2 separate regions of the Macaca mulatta genome follow, and region 1 is linked to region 2. Evidence: chromatin contacts called from public Hi-C data. All regions are on one chromosome and are shown on one strand. Each heading gives the region's core, a stretch centred on a gene start, on an enhancer-like site or on the middle of the called end of the contact. The rest is flanking DNA. Distances are from core to core; before and after follow the strand shown. Region 1 holds the start of HAUS5 (HAUS augmin like complex subunit 5). Region 2 holds the start of TMEM147 (transmembrane protein 147).

Region 1 (6,673 bases), core at 2,449-4,948, 64 kb before region 2:
TTAATGTTATCTCCATTCCACAGATCTTAGAATCTGAGGCACACAGAAGTTAAATACCTTGCCCAAGGTCACCCAATTTTTTTTTTTTTCAAATGGAGTTTTGCTCTCGTAGCCCAGGCTGGAGTGCAGTGGCACGATCTCAGCTCACTGCAACCTCTTTTTCCCGGGTTCAAGTGATTCTCCTGCCTCAGTCTCCCGAATAGCTGGGACTACAGGCATGCACCACCACACCCGACTAATTTTTGTCGGCTGGTTTCAAACTCCTGACCTCAAGTGATCTGCCTGCCTCGGCCTCCCAAAGTTCTGGGATTACAGGTGTGAGCACCGCACCCAGCCTAAGGTCACTCAGTTTTAAGTGGCCAAGCCAGGGCACGAATCAGTCTCAGGGCAAAATCGCAACACATCATCCACAGTTCTCTGTCCACTCCTCCAACTTCACCTCCTCAGGTTCTCAGTCTTGCCTGAGAAACTCGAGCTGACATTGGCCCCCGGCTGCTCTTCCTGCATGCTGAGCACGCTGCCTCTGCTCTTGCTATTCCCTCTGCACAGAAATTCCTCTCCCAGTTCAATGTTACCTCCTCAGAGGCCTTCCCTCGCTAGGGCAGCATCTCCCTCTCCCTTCTATTACAGGCTTTTCTTCACAGCACTCATCTCTACCAGAAATGATAGGGTCTGTTTGGTTCCTAGTTTACTATCTGTCTTCTCCGTGTCACAGTGTAAGCTCCAGGAGGGCAAGGACTTGTTCTCTGTTTGTGGCTGTTTCCCCAGAGCTGGTGTTCTAGGTATACAGCTGTTATTCTAGGCACTGGAAATATAAGTGACTGAGATGACAAAACCTCCTGGCCTCATGGACCTTCCATCCTAATGGTGGGAGTTGAGAATTCTGGAACCCAAGAAGGGATCGGGGCAGAGCCCTGAGGTCTCTAAGAGAATGTCTGGCTGCCCAGCCTGGTGAGGGTGGGTCCCTGAGGCCCACCTCTCCATGTCCTGCAGGCGCCTCAGTTGATTCTGCAGCCGCTGCATGGGATCTCGGAGCCTATGCTGCTGTCTTCGCATGGCCCCAGCTTGGGCCCGGAGGAGGAGAGCTCGACGCTGGGTGTCTTGAGTGTGCTGAAGTGCCTGCTCCATGGCTGTGTCTGTAGGAGGAACAAGGGTGGCCATCAGCACCTTTCCCGGCCCACATTCTGTTGCCCATTTTCTGGCCCCATGGCTCACCCTGAGCCTCAGTGTCTCGCTCCATCAGCTCCAGGCTCTGGTCGAGCTCCTGGATTTCTGCCCGCAGGCGGGTCACGGTAGCTTCCAGCTCTAACTTCCGACGGACCTGGGAGGATCAGATTCAGGGTGAGATGCACGGTCTGATCGGGGTTCAGCCTGGCCTGTCTTTTGGGGGTACCAGGCTCCTCAACTGGTGGCAAAGGGTTTTTGCTCAGCAGTTTCTGTGTCTGATGCAGAAGCATTAGGGTACTGGCTCCCTCCTTCCTCTTAGGATTGTCTTACCCATACTTCCAGCCTGTTTCCTGTTTCCTGTCTGTGCTGATGACAACCACATCTTTGTCCCAGTATTGATCTCTTCCTGGAGCCCTGCACCTAGAAGTCCCAAGGACTCCTGGAAGCCTCCCCTCAGGTGTCATATGAGCCTCTTACACCCACTAGGTCCTACACTGGCCTCAGCATCTCTCCCAAACCTGTCCCTCCATCTCTTCTCAGCAGCTTTGATGCCACATATCCATGTCCCACCTCTCTGCCCCCAGCTAATACTATCTCTTTATATTTTTTTCTTTTTTTGGACAGAGTCTCACTGCATTGCCCAGGCTGGAGTGCAGTGGAGCGATCTCGGCTCACTGCAACCTCTGCCTCCCAGGTTCAAGCAATTCTCCTGCCTCAGCCTCCCAAGTAGACAGGATTACAGGTGTGCACCACCACACCTGGCTAATTTTTTATTTTTAGTAGAGATGGGGCTTCACCATGTTGGACAGGCTGGTCTCGAACTCCTGACCTCAGGTGATCCGCCCGCTTCAGCCTCCCAAAGTGCTGGGATAACAGGTGTAAGCCACTGCTCCCAGCTGAGCTAATGCTATCTCCACTGGACTTTAAGCCCTATGAGGATGGGGATCAGGGCTATCTTGTGACCCATTGTCCCCAGCATCACCCAGCACCTGGTTGGGCTTAGAACAGGAGATCTACAAATCATTTTTCGGATGAAAGAGAATCTTGCAGCATATGCTTCTTACCTGTGGACTGTCCTGGTGGCCATACCTAGGAAAATGAGACCAGAGTCAGTGGATGAGTGGGGCTTCCAGTGGGGAGGGCAACAGGTGTGATGCTGTGGTGAGGACAGGGCTAGATGGGAGTGGGGATAGGAAGGGATAGCTTTAAGAAGCAGTTACCAGAGTAGGTTTCCTCGGATCTTCTTGACAGTCCTACAGTGCAGAGGCAAAAGGAGGAGTTACTACGGACCTCACCTGTGCCCCCTCCCCTACTCTAGCCCAACTTACCTCTGACTGTGCACATGCTGCAAGATGTAGGCCCAGATGTCAGCCCCCTGGCCCAGACACAGCCTGTGGGGACAGTGTGTAAGCGTATGCCTGGGGCAGCACACAGGGTGTGGGATCCTCATTCCCAAGGTGATGGTGGTAGGGAGTCTTTATTAGGGAGTTCTCACTTCTTGGGGAGGGAAGGCCCAAACTTTTTTTTTTTTTTTTTTTTTTTTTTTTAGGGACAGAGTCTCGCTCTGTTGCCCAGGCTGGAGTGCAGTGGTATGATCATAGCTCCCTGCAGCCTTAACCTTCTGGGCTCATGCGATCCTCTCACCTCAGCCTCCAGAACAGCTAGGACTACAGGCAGGCACCACTACACCCGGCTAATTGGTAAAACATTTTTTTTGTAGGGACTGGATCTTTGCACTAAGTATGGTGGTATTCTCATTCCCCGGGAAGGCGGGGGTGGGGGATGGGGGTGGGGGTGGGGGTGAGTGGCGAGGGCTCCCTTTCTCCTGGGAGAGGGTTATCCAGTCACATTCAGAGGTGGAGGTGGGGGATGTACTGCCAGGAAGTGCCATCTCATGGCCAGATGTGGGGCATCACTCCTACAGATTCAATCCCGATGGGGTGGCCACGGCTAACTCCTGAGTGTCCTTTTTGGTTGGGGTAAGGGTGGGAAGGGGAGGTGCTGCGGGGACAGCCTCACCCTGGAGATCCTATTTCCATACGGAGAGGGATCTTCACTAACTCGTGGAGGATTCTCACCAGTGCTAGGGACCTCACTCTGGGAAGCCTCCCAGGGCAGGGAGCCCTCAGTAACTCGGGTCACTTTCGATGGGGAATGGGGGGTCGAGTCCTCAATGAGGGGTGGAGCTCTCACTCCCGGAGACTCAATCTCCAGGGTGGGGAGTCCTCACTCCAGGAGCGGTCCTCACCTGCGCAGCGTCGATTCCCGGGCTCGGGCTGCCACGGGCACCCCCATCTCTTCGGCCGCCCAGCAACTCAGTTCCCGCGCTTCCCGCGCTAGCTCCATGACAGCGCCACAGCTGCGCCACCGCCTCCCTCAGCCTCTTCAAGTGTGGCGCCCGCCTCTGACGCCACGGACGCGCCAACAGGACGTCATCGGTTGCCGGGCAGACAGCGGGCTCCGGCGCTGCGTAGTAACCTTAGCGTGGTAAGGTTGGGTCTTGCAGCGCTCACTCTTCCCAGGTGGGTCTCCTTGAGTGGAAATGAAAAGGGCGTGGAGAGACGGCGGCCCCGCCCGCCTTCCCTCGTTCTCTCGCTCACTACCAGCTAACCCGAAAGAGGCAAAACAGTCCTTGATGCTTCCCTTTATTTTCTTCTTCTTCTTTTAATTAAACATTTTTATTTTAGGCCGGGCTCGGTGGCTCAAGCCTGTAATCCCAGCACTTTGGGAGGCCAAGACGGGCGGATCACAAGGTCAGGAGATCGAGACCATCCTGGCTAACCCGGTGAAACCCCGTCTCTACTAAAAAATACAAAAAACTAGCCGGGCGAGGTGGCGGGCGCCTGTAGTCCCAGCTACTCGGGAGGCTGAGGCAGGAGAATGGCGTGAACCCGGGAGGCGGAGCTTGCAGTGAGCTGAGATCGGGCCACTGCACTCCAGCCTGGGCGGCAGAGCGAGACTCTGTCTCAAAAAAACAAAAACAAAAAAATAACATTTTTATTTTAATAGAGATGGGATCTCACTATGTTGCCCAGGCTAGTCTCAGCTTCTGGGCTGTTGAACTCCTGGGCTAAAGCGATCCTCCCGCCTCAGCCTCCCAAAGTGTTGGGATTACAGGTGTGAGCCACCGTGCCCGCCCCCTTTATTTTGTTGACAAAATGGGACTTGCAGCCTAGGAGGACTGGAACCAGGGAATGAGATCCTGGACTTACTGCTCTTTGATTTCAGAAACAGGTGTCCCATGTCTGAGTGGAGGGTAGGGGCAGATAGTATGACCCTAACATTTCCCTGGCATGCATTTTCCCATTCATTTGTGCTTACCATTCCATAAACTCAGGGAGCTGACTCTGTGCTGGGTGATGCTGGGGACAACATGGTGACCACGACAGCCCTGGTCCCTATTGTACAGAGCTCACAGTTCAGTGGGGAGACAGACACACCACCAGGTAGGGATGGTAAAAATAAGCAGCAGGAGTGGGTCAGTTTGGGACACAGCAGGTGTGAGAGGTCTGCGGGATGCCCAGAAAGCAGTAGGGCTGGAGTTCTGGCGAGCCTGCTGGGCCCCGTCAGAGAGCTGAATGCGCTGTGGGCATCAGTATGAGACCAGAGCAGAGGAAGACGGGCCCTGAGGAAAGGCAGTATTTATGGAACTTTCACTCAGCGGGCTTGCCTAGGCCATCACTTTCTCCTTGGTGTCCAGTTCAGAGCGTGGCTTTCGAAATAGTTGTTGAATTAGGCCGGGCATCGTGTTTCACGCCTGTAATCCCGCACTTGAGAGGCTGAGGTGGACAAATCATTTGAGGTCAGGAGTTCGAGACCAGCCTGCCCAATATCGTGGAACCCTGTCTACAAAAAATACAAAAATTAGCTGGGCATGGTGGCTTGCGCCTGTAGTCCCAGCTACTCCACTCAGGAGGCTAAGGCAGGAGAATCGCTTGAACTCAGGAGGTAGAGGTTGCAGTGAGCCAAGGTCCCGCCACTGCATTCCAGCCTGGGTGATAGAGCAAGACTGTGTCTCAAAAATAAATAGTTTTTGAGTCAGCAAGTGGGGAAAGATGGTGGAGTGAGACTAGAGCTGGGTACCCAGGGAGGAGGCTGGAGCAGGATGAGGGATGGAGGGTGAGGACAGTTGCTGGGCCAGGGTGGGGCTGTGGGGAAGGAAGGAGGAGGCAGAGTAAATGGGTCATAAGTTTGATGAACTGGAAGAAGGGAGGGGATTCAGGGTGAGGCTCAGGGCACTGGCCCAGGGATTGGATGGGGTGGACTTTGAAACAGGGACCTGTGAGGAACAGTTGTTTTGGGAGAGATGCTGAGGACAGCGTGGAGTCTCGGGAGTGTGAGGAGCCAGGGAGACATCCAAAGGGCGCCTCAGGTCTCTGACCTAGGGGACAATGATCAGCACTGAGATAGGTGTGCAGGAGAAGCTGAAGCCAGCTTCACACACCTGTCAAGGATTGAGAGGCAGAAGAGAGTGCCATGGGCTGATGCAATCCTGGTGGGCTTCCTGGAGGGAAGGATTGCCAGCTGTGACTCCTGGATGTCTGGTTTCTTAACAGCTGCCATTTCCCCCAGACATGCCCATTCTTCTACCTGTGTAGAGAATTTTTTTTTGCTATTTTTTAAGAAAATCAATTAGGCACCACATCTGCCTTGGGTCTATGAGCTTTTCAGGAGACTCTGAATGTGTTTGAGACCTTTAAACATGTTAAGAGAATGAGGTCGGGTGCAGTGACCTGTGCCTGTAATCCCAGCACTTTGGCAGGTCAAGGCAGGAGGATTGCTCGAGCCTAGGAGTTTGAAACTAGTCTGGGCAACATAGAGAGACCCCATCTCTAAAAAAAAAATTTTTTTTAAGTTAGGTGAGTGTGGTGGCGTGTGCTGGTGGTCCCAGTTACTTGGGAGGCTGAGGCTGATGCGGGAAGACCACTTGAACCAAAGAGTTCAGAGGCTGCAGTGAGCTAGGATTGTGCCCCTGCACTCCAGCCTGGGCAACAGAGCAAGACCCTGTCTGAAAAAAAAAAACAAAAAACAAAAAACAAAGAATGAAAAGACGAGTCACAGACTAAGAGAAAATATTTGCAAAACACTTATAAAGGAGTATCTAAAATACATAAATAACTCTTAAGACAACAATAATTGGCTGGCCACAGTGGCTCACACCTATAATTCCAGCACTTTGGGAGACCCGGGTGGGAGGATTGTTTGAGCTCAGGAGTTTGAGACCAGCCTGGGCAATATAGCGAGACCCCATCTTTACACAAGAAAAAGAAATTAGCCAGGCATGGTGGTGTCCGCCTGTGGTCCCAGCTTCTTGGGAGGCTGAGGCAGGAGGATGGCTTGAACGCAGGAGTTTGAGACTGCAGTGAGCTGTGATTATGCCACTGCACTCCAGCCTGGGTGACAGAGCAAGACCTTGTCTCAAAAAACAAAGCAGGCTGGGTGCAGTGGGTCATGCCTGTAATCCTAGTACTTTGGGAGGCCGAGGCAGGTGGATCACTTGAGGTCA
Region 2 (6,708 bases), core at 1,752-4,251:
TGAGGCAGGAGAATGGCGTGAACCCGGGAGGTGGAGCTTGCAGTGAGCCTAGATCACGCCGCTGTACTCCAGCCTGGGCGTCAGAGCAAGACTCCGTCTCAAAGGAAAAAAAAAAAGAAAAAAATCATATGGAACCTCAACAGCCTGGAGGAAGAGGGGCAACTGCCCTAACCTACTCCCTGGGGTACCCCACTGGGAACGTCAGGGCTGGGGAACATCTTCCTGAGTGGGGAAGGTGTGCATCAAAGTGGAGCTTAAACATGACATTCAAAACTTCTGACACATCCCCCTCAGAGAGAGGCGGGGAGCTGGCTTCAGTGGACCAAGGAAGGCCGAGAATGGAGGGGGGCATCCAGGACAAGGTCAAAGCTGGGGGCCCCACTGCTCTGCTCCTTGGCTGCAGCTGTCTCTCCACTCCACCCTGAGAAGGCTCAGGCTGGGATCTGAGCTGAGGGCCATAGAACTGAGGAGCTCACAGTCACAACTCTCCCCCCAGCCTCATGCTGACCCCATGGCTTGAACGATGTTAAGAATCTGGCTGGGCAAATTATTCTAGGGAGCAGTTTCAGAAAAGCTGATTTTGCTGGTTGGATAAAACCAAAGGCCGAGCAATTGGACTGTCCACTGTGTAACAAGGGGCTGCAAGTGGTTGCAAGCGGGAGGATGACCCGGTTACATGGGTTTCAGATAGATCCCCTGGCTGCCATACAGAGGATGGATTGGAGGGGGACACTGGGGCCGGGAGCCTCAGAGGTAACCAGCCCGGGAAGGACCTGTGTGGGGAGGCCCAGGTTGAGGCTGTGAGGAGAGGAAGAGCCCCCAAGGGCCTTCTCTTGGATTCTAGCTCCCCTCTATCACCTGTTCCCTGAGGGCCCTGGCCTCTGCCATTGCTCAAAGATCATCCAAACATTGTCTACTCCTGACAAACTAGGAGCCTGAGGAACAGGACATGGGATAAGCCAGTGACTGGCTAGCTTCCAGCTTGTCTACCTGGCTCCTGAGCCAGAACCAGGGCCTCTGGGACCCAGGTGGGCACGGTATTGGGAGACAGTTCCCAAGAGAGAGAGAAATGGAGGCAGCAGCAACTTTCCAAATACTGTTTACTTCACTAAAACCTGAAGCGAGTCAGGGAAAGGGTACATCAGTATCTGAGACACCAAGCCTAGGAGTGCACATTGACAACGGCGACGTACAGGGCCAAGGTGCTGAGGGCCAGCAGCCCCGTTACCACTGCTCGGGCCAGTAGGGCTGTCCAGCTGCCCAGTGAGCAGAGGTGGACGAAGGTCCTGCAGGAAAATGTCACCATGAGGGAGGGAGACTAGATAACCCACCCCACTTTGGACCCAGCCCTAAACCCCACCCAGCTCACTCCATCACGAAGGCCTTGTAGACACTGAGGAACATCAGTAGGAGGACAGCCGGCCGGAAGGTGTGGTACAGATCATAGCGTGTTATCATCCAGACCTGAGCAGATGCGACGATGTAATGGACCTGGAGGGAGGCGGAAAGTTGGGGCCAGGCCTCGATAGGAGTATGGCCGCCAGCAGAAATGTGTGTGTGGGAGAGCAGGACTGCCTACCAGACTGATGTTGGAGTCTATGCTCATCTGGATGTACTTCCAGTCAAACTCAATGCCCCGGGCTCCGACCCATAGGGGAATGCAGCTGAGGAAGGCAAAGGATGGGATTCTCCAGTACCCAGACACCTTCAGTACCAGGCTGTGAGCCCCTGCCCTCCAGCACCCCCGTGGAACCCAGGTGTCCCTTCTCAGGTGTCTGGGTTCCAGGCTGCTGCACGCACCGGGACATAATAAGCTCAGCGGTGGCCCAGCCCAGGGCAGCAACCATGATCTTGTACTCCCCCTTGCCGGCATTCCGGGACATGACAAGGTTTAGACCTATCAGGTCTGCCACATCCACGCTGGCCTTCATGAACTCCTGCGGGTCAGGTTGAGGCTTAAGTAAGCACAGGGGACAGGGAGCCCCGCTCCTGCATGCCCTGCCCTTCCCTGGCCCCTCTCACCCCAATGAAGTCATAGATGCCGCCTTCCCAGGTGGGAAAGAAAGTGGCCAAGAACAGCATCTGAGAAGAGAAAGCAGAAAGAGGTCACTTCAAGGTGAGGGGATCAAGATAAACCACGTGGGATTTGTGGGAAGTTCGTGGGTATGAGGAGGGCAGGACAGGTTCTGGGGACCCATCTGGAAGAGGAACCACCAGATGGTGGCAAGATTACAGGAATGGGGGAGATAGAGGATAGGTCCCCGGGTCCCCGAGGGGGCTGGAAGTTGGAGTTCTGGGTGATCACAGGGCATCTGAGTCAGGTTTGAAGGTGCTGCTCCTTGGGCAGTGTTAACAGCATGTAGGGAATCAGTGATCACTCTTAATCGCACCAAAAAAAAAAACACCTCTTAGCCAACCACACTACTGACGTTTTCTCAGTTTTACTAAGTGCGACGCAAAAGTTGCTTTTAGGCCTCTTCTCAGGTCGTGCCCTCTTTAAAGTCTATCCTTTCTAGGTATCCTGACGCCTCCCTACGCTGAGTCCCGAGGGCGGTCCCACCGTGGCGGGGGATACGCAACGGGGGCGGGTCCCTGGGTCTGCAGAGCCTGGGGGCCAGAACACGTGGATTCCGGCGGCCCTTACCTTGCAGAGTTGGACAAAGAGGTAGGTGACTCCAGCCTGGACGCATTTCCAGAAGGCGTTGTACTCGGACCTGGAGAAGCGGGAGGTGAGGCTCGGCCCGGGCCCCGCGCCCTCTCCGCCCCGCGCCCTTCCCGCACTCACAGGCCGCTGCACTTGTAGGTGATGAAGTAGGGGAAGTAGGCGAGAGCGAAGCAGTTCCCGAAGTGAAACAGGGTCATGACGCTGGCCGCCCGGTCCCGCCCGCGCGGGGATCGCGAGGCGGCGTCTCCGGCAGCGGGTCTCCGGCTCCGCCGGTACTTTCGCCACGGCCAGGGCCTGGCGCCCACCTGACTGGCGGGGGCCAGCGCGCGACCTTCTGGGATCAGTAGTCTCGGCGCGGGGCGTCGCGCCCAGTGACGTCAGAGCGCCCGTGGCCGGGCCCGGTTGCCAGCGCTCCCGGCCCAGCGCTGTGGGGAGTGACTTCCGGCCATGCGGGACCTCTCCCGCTGCCATCGCTGTCCCCGTCTCCCGAAGTGGAACCCGGCTTGACGTCAAGCGCGACCCCTCGCCCGTGGGCGCAGGCGATCGAGTAAGGGTGGGGCGGGCCTCAAACCCGGATCAGAACCCGCCGTGACCGGCGCAGAAATACGGGACGCAGCTGTGAGCACTGTTTTTTATTTCACCATGGACCCAGCGGCGTGGGGCGTCCGCCCCGGGTGCCCTTCCTCCCCCGGGCAGCCAGATGCAGGAACGGGAGGCACATGTACCGGCCCTGGCCCCTGGGAAGGAAAGAAGGGACCTTTCCGTTTCACTTGTCTCGGCTGAACATGTAGCGGAGGAGGTCGACCACCCGGTGACTGTAGCCATATTCGTTGTCGTACCTGTGGAGGAGGGATTGGCAGGCTCAAGGGGGTTCCTTCCGACCACCCCTTAGTTCCCCTGCAAGTCTCCAGCTCCTTTCCCCTTACCATGAAATGAGCTTCACGAAATTGTCATTGAGCGCAATGCCGGCCTTAGCATCGAAGATGGACGAGTGGCTATCACCGACGAAGTCCGTAGAGACGACCTGGGCGTCAGAATTTCAAAGATAAGTGTGTCCGGCAGAGCAAGGACTTCCAGGAGCTGACAGTGCTCTTAGCTCTATCGCCCATCCATGCATTCATCTATTTTTGATGCAGCCCTACTGTGTTCAGTCTCTGGGGACAGGGACCAAGGCACTCTACTGGGGTCTGACCAAAGGGCACAGGTCACAAACACCCTCATGCTGTACCAGTACATCCCTTTCCTAGGAATAATGCAAGCATTTGAAATGGGCCAGTATGGAGGGCCTCTCTGAGGGGTGGCCATGAGCCTGAGTCTAGATGACTAGGAAGATCTCACTGGCTCTGGCCCTCAACACAGCGTCTGAGGTGGAAGGAGCTGCAGGAACGGAGAACCTGAGGGTTTTAGCCCTAGTGTCAGGAAAGGCCACAAGAGTGTTTTCACTCCTGAAAATGGGTGATGCAGTGTGATTCCATTAAAACAAAAGATCCTGGCGACTGTGGGAAAGTGGACCTGCAGGAGTTAATGCAGGGAGACAGCACCAAGGTAGATGTACGGGGTCCACCATGACCATGGCATCCACTCCTCACAGAGAAGGCACCTGGCCATGGCCTGGCCCTGAACAAGTATTGAAAAAAATGAGAACTGTTGTCTTTTGTTCACTAAGCATGTATTGGTCACCTGCTGTCTGCCAGGTTGGAGCCAGAAAAGTGAAAACGCAGCCCCTAAATCCCTGTTTTCTTGGAATGCACACACCATTGGGATCAACAGTGACTGACAAGAAATTTCAGGTGAGGAATAGGGCCACAGAAAGAACATCTTTTGAGGGGGTGCCTTGCTGAAGAGGGAGGTTGAAGTAGAGACTTGGAGGAAGTAAGGACAGACTGTGTGGTCATCTGGGGGGGGCAAGCATTCCAGACCAAAGGAACAGGAAGTGCAAAGGCCCTGAGGCAGGGAGATCTCCCTTCCCGCCCTGCAGTTTCTGTCTTGACACATTGAGAGCAGCTCCCTGGCAAGTGGAAATCATGTCCCTCCCCAGAGGGCTCCTCCCAGGGTCTCCTCTCCTCAGCCCCTACCTCATCCTCGGTGTAGGCAAGGATGCCAGCCATGGGCCCCTTGGCTGCTGCTTTTATAGCCTCCTTGATGGCTGAGTAGGGGGCAGGCTGGGCGAGACGGCAGGTCAGGTCCACAACAGACACATCCGGGGTTGGTACCCGGAATGCCATCCCTGTCAGCTTCCTGGAGAATCCCCCATGAAGAACAGGAGTCAGAACTTAGGGACGTTGCCCTCCAATCCCCCTTGCCCTGTGGCCGGGCCAGGCTCCTGCTTTCCCCTTAAGGACTGAGGGCCAGTCCAGTCCTCCCGGGGTATGCCCCCACCCTGGTTGCGGCTTCTTGTCCTCATACCCTTTGAGCTCTGGGATGACTTTGGTCACGGCTTTCGCAGCCCCAGTGGAGGCTGGGATGATGTTCTGGTGGGCACCCCGCCCATCTCTCCAGGCCTTCTTTGATGGCCCATCCACTGTCTTCTGGGTGGCCGTGTAGGAATGGACTGTAGTCTTGGGGAAGAGAAGGACCAAGATGAGGCCTTCATAGTCCTAAGCTCCCATACCTCTTTTTTTCCGGGACTAGGGTAGTGGCCTAGGTGTGGAGGCTGGTGGGGCCACCACCACAGACCACAGGAGGGGACGTGTGCAGGCCAGGGTCCAGCCTTGACTGAGGGTTGTACAGTGTTTTAAAAGACTTCTGCACTGGTGGGCCTCTCCTCCCGAAACCAATCTCTCCCTCTTAACTCCATATAGTAAGCAAGGCCTGGGAAGAAAAGGTTGGGGTTTCCCTGCCATCCTGCCCCAGCCCCTCATCCTCAACTCACCATCAACCCTTCCACGATCCCAAATCGCTCGTGGATGACCTTGGCAAGGGGGGCCAAGCAGTTGGTGGTGCAGGACGCGTTGCTGCAACAGCCAAGGTGTGCACGGGCACTGTGAGGTGAGTTGCAGAGCCACCCCTCCACCCTTACCCCTCTTGGGGTATGCACGCAGACTTGGTTTTGTGAAACGTCAGGATGAGGGTGAGAGGGATCTGTGCAGACACCGTCAGACTGAAGGAGGCACCGAGATGCAGCTGGGGAGGCTCCCCAAGCTTGTCCTCCAGAAGTCATGCGTGTTTAGCAGATAGTTTCGGGAAGGAGAAGTAGAAGCCGAGTGACCAGGAATCCAGTGGAGCTGAGAGTGGGGAGGACGAGTCTACCCTCCCTTCCACACATTGCAGGATGTCGCTGCCCCCCTTACCTCACAATGTTCATGGAGCCAGGGTTATAGTTGTTTTCATTCACACCCATGACGAACGTTGGTGCGTCTGGCGAGGGTGCGGAGATGACCACACGTTGAGCACCTGCTGAGATGTGGTTCTGGGGAGGAAGCGCGGTGTCAGGTGCTTCTGGCGCCATCATCCCCCCAGCTGGCCCTGGACACCTCTCCCCAGCTTACCGAAGCTGCCTCTATGGAGAGGTACACGCCTGTGGACTCCACCACGTAGGGGCTCCCGACATCCCTCCAGGGGATCTGTTTGGGCTCCTTGCTGTGGGGTAGTGGCAGGGCTGAGTCAGTCTCCCCTGCTTGAGCCCCACCTTCATAGTCCACGGCCTTCACCATTTGAAAGGTTGAGCAGATGCTGGCCCACCTGCAACTACCTGCGTCCCCCACCGACATACCTACTTGCTCCAGATGAGCTCCACCCCGCTGGCCTGGCTTTTCACCACTGCCCCACTTTGGACCACCTTCCTTTTGTTGATTGCACCACCTCTGCTATGCCTGGGTATGGGCGGTGACCTCCCCAACTCAGCCCTCAACCTCCTTAGAGGCGCCAACCCTGACTGCTGTCAGCCAGCTCAGACCCTTTCTCTGTATGCTGCCCGGGATGTGGACTCTGTGACTGTGAGGCCTGCCCAGCTGCTTTCTGGTCCCCAACCCCGACAACCTCGCCACGAACCCTCCTAGATCCTCAGTTCCTGCAATAGGAAGCTGGCTGCCAAGGGCCAGGAG

The links. Hi-C and Micro-C count contacts between places; a contact is called where the count stands out from the background.
Region 1: a Hi-C map of CD4 T cells shows a contact between it and region 2, with 1.9 times the contacts expected there. The contact joins the promoter of HAUS5 here to the promoter of TMEM147 in region 2.

What each region holds. Positions count from the first base shown.
Region 1 is chr19:46,870,993-46,877,665 of T2T-MMU8v2.0, reverse strand. HAUS5 (HAUS augmin like complex subunit 5) reads right to left here and starts at 3,698. Exons shown (of 17, transcript XM_077982300.1): 1 at 3,416-3,698; 2 at 2,451-2,558; 3 at 1,216-1,321; 4 at 977-1,136. The coding sequence starts at 1,240.
Region 2 is chr19:46,806,443-46,813,150 of T2T-MMU8v2.0, reverse strand. It overlaps TMEM147 (transmembrane protein 147), which reads right to left and starts at 3,001. Exons shown (of 7, transcript NM_001194024.2): 1 at 2,786-3,001; 2 at 2,645-2,714; 3 at 2,023-2,082; 4 at 1,801-1,937; 5 at 1,580-1,664; 6 at 1,370-1,491; 7 at 1,087-1,286. The coding sequence starts at 2,862. The coding sequence ends at 1,163. GAPDHS (glyceraldehyde-3-phosphate dehydrogenase, spermatogenic) reads right to left here. Exons shown (of 11, transcript XM_001095332.5): 5 at 6,154-6,244; 6 at 5,956-6,074; 7 at 5,538-5,619; 8 at 5,072-5,223; 9 at 4,741-4,903; 10 at 3,592-3,689; 11 at 3,283-3,504. The coding sequence ends at 3,432. LOC144329402 (a long non-coding RNA gene) reads left to right here and starts at 3,045. Exons shown (of 3, transcript XR_013410509.1): 1 at 3,045-4,455; 2 at 5,467-6,708.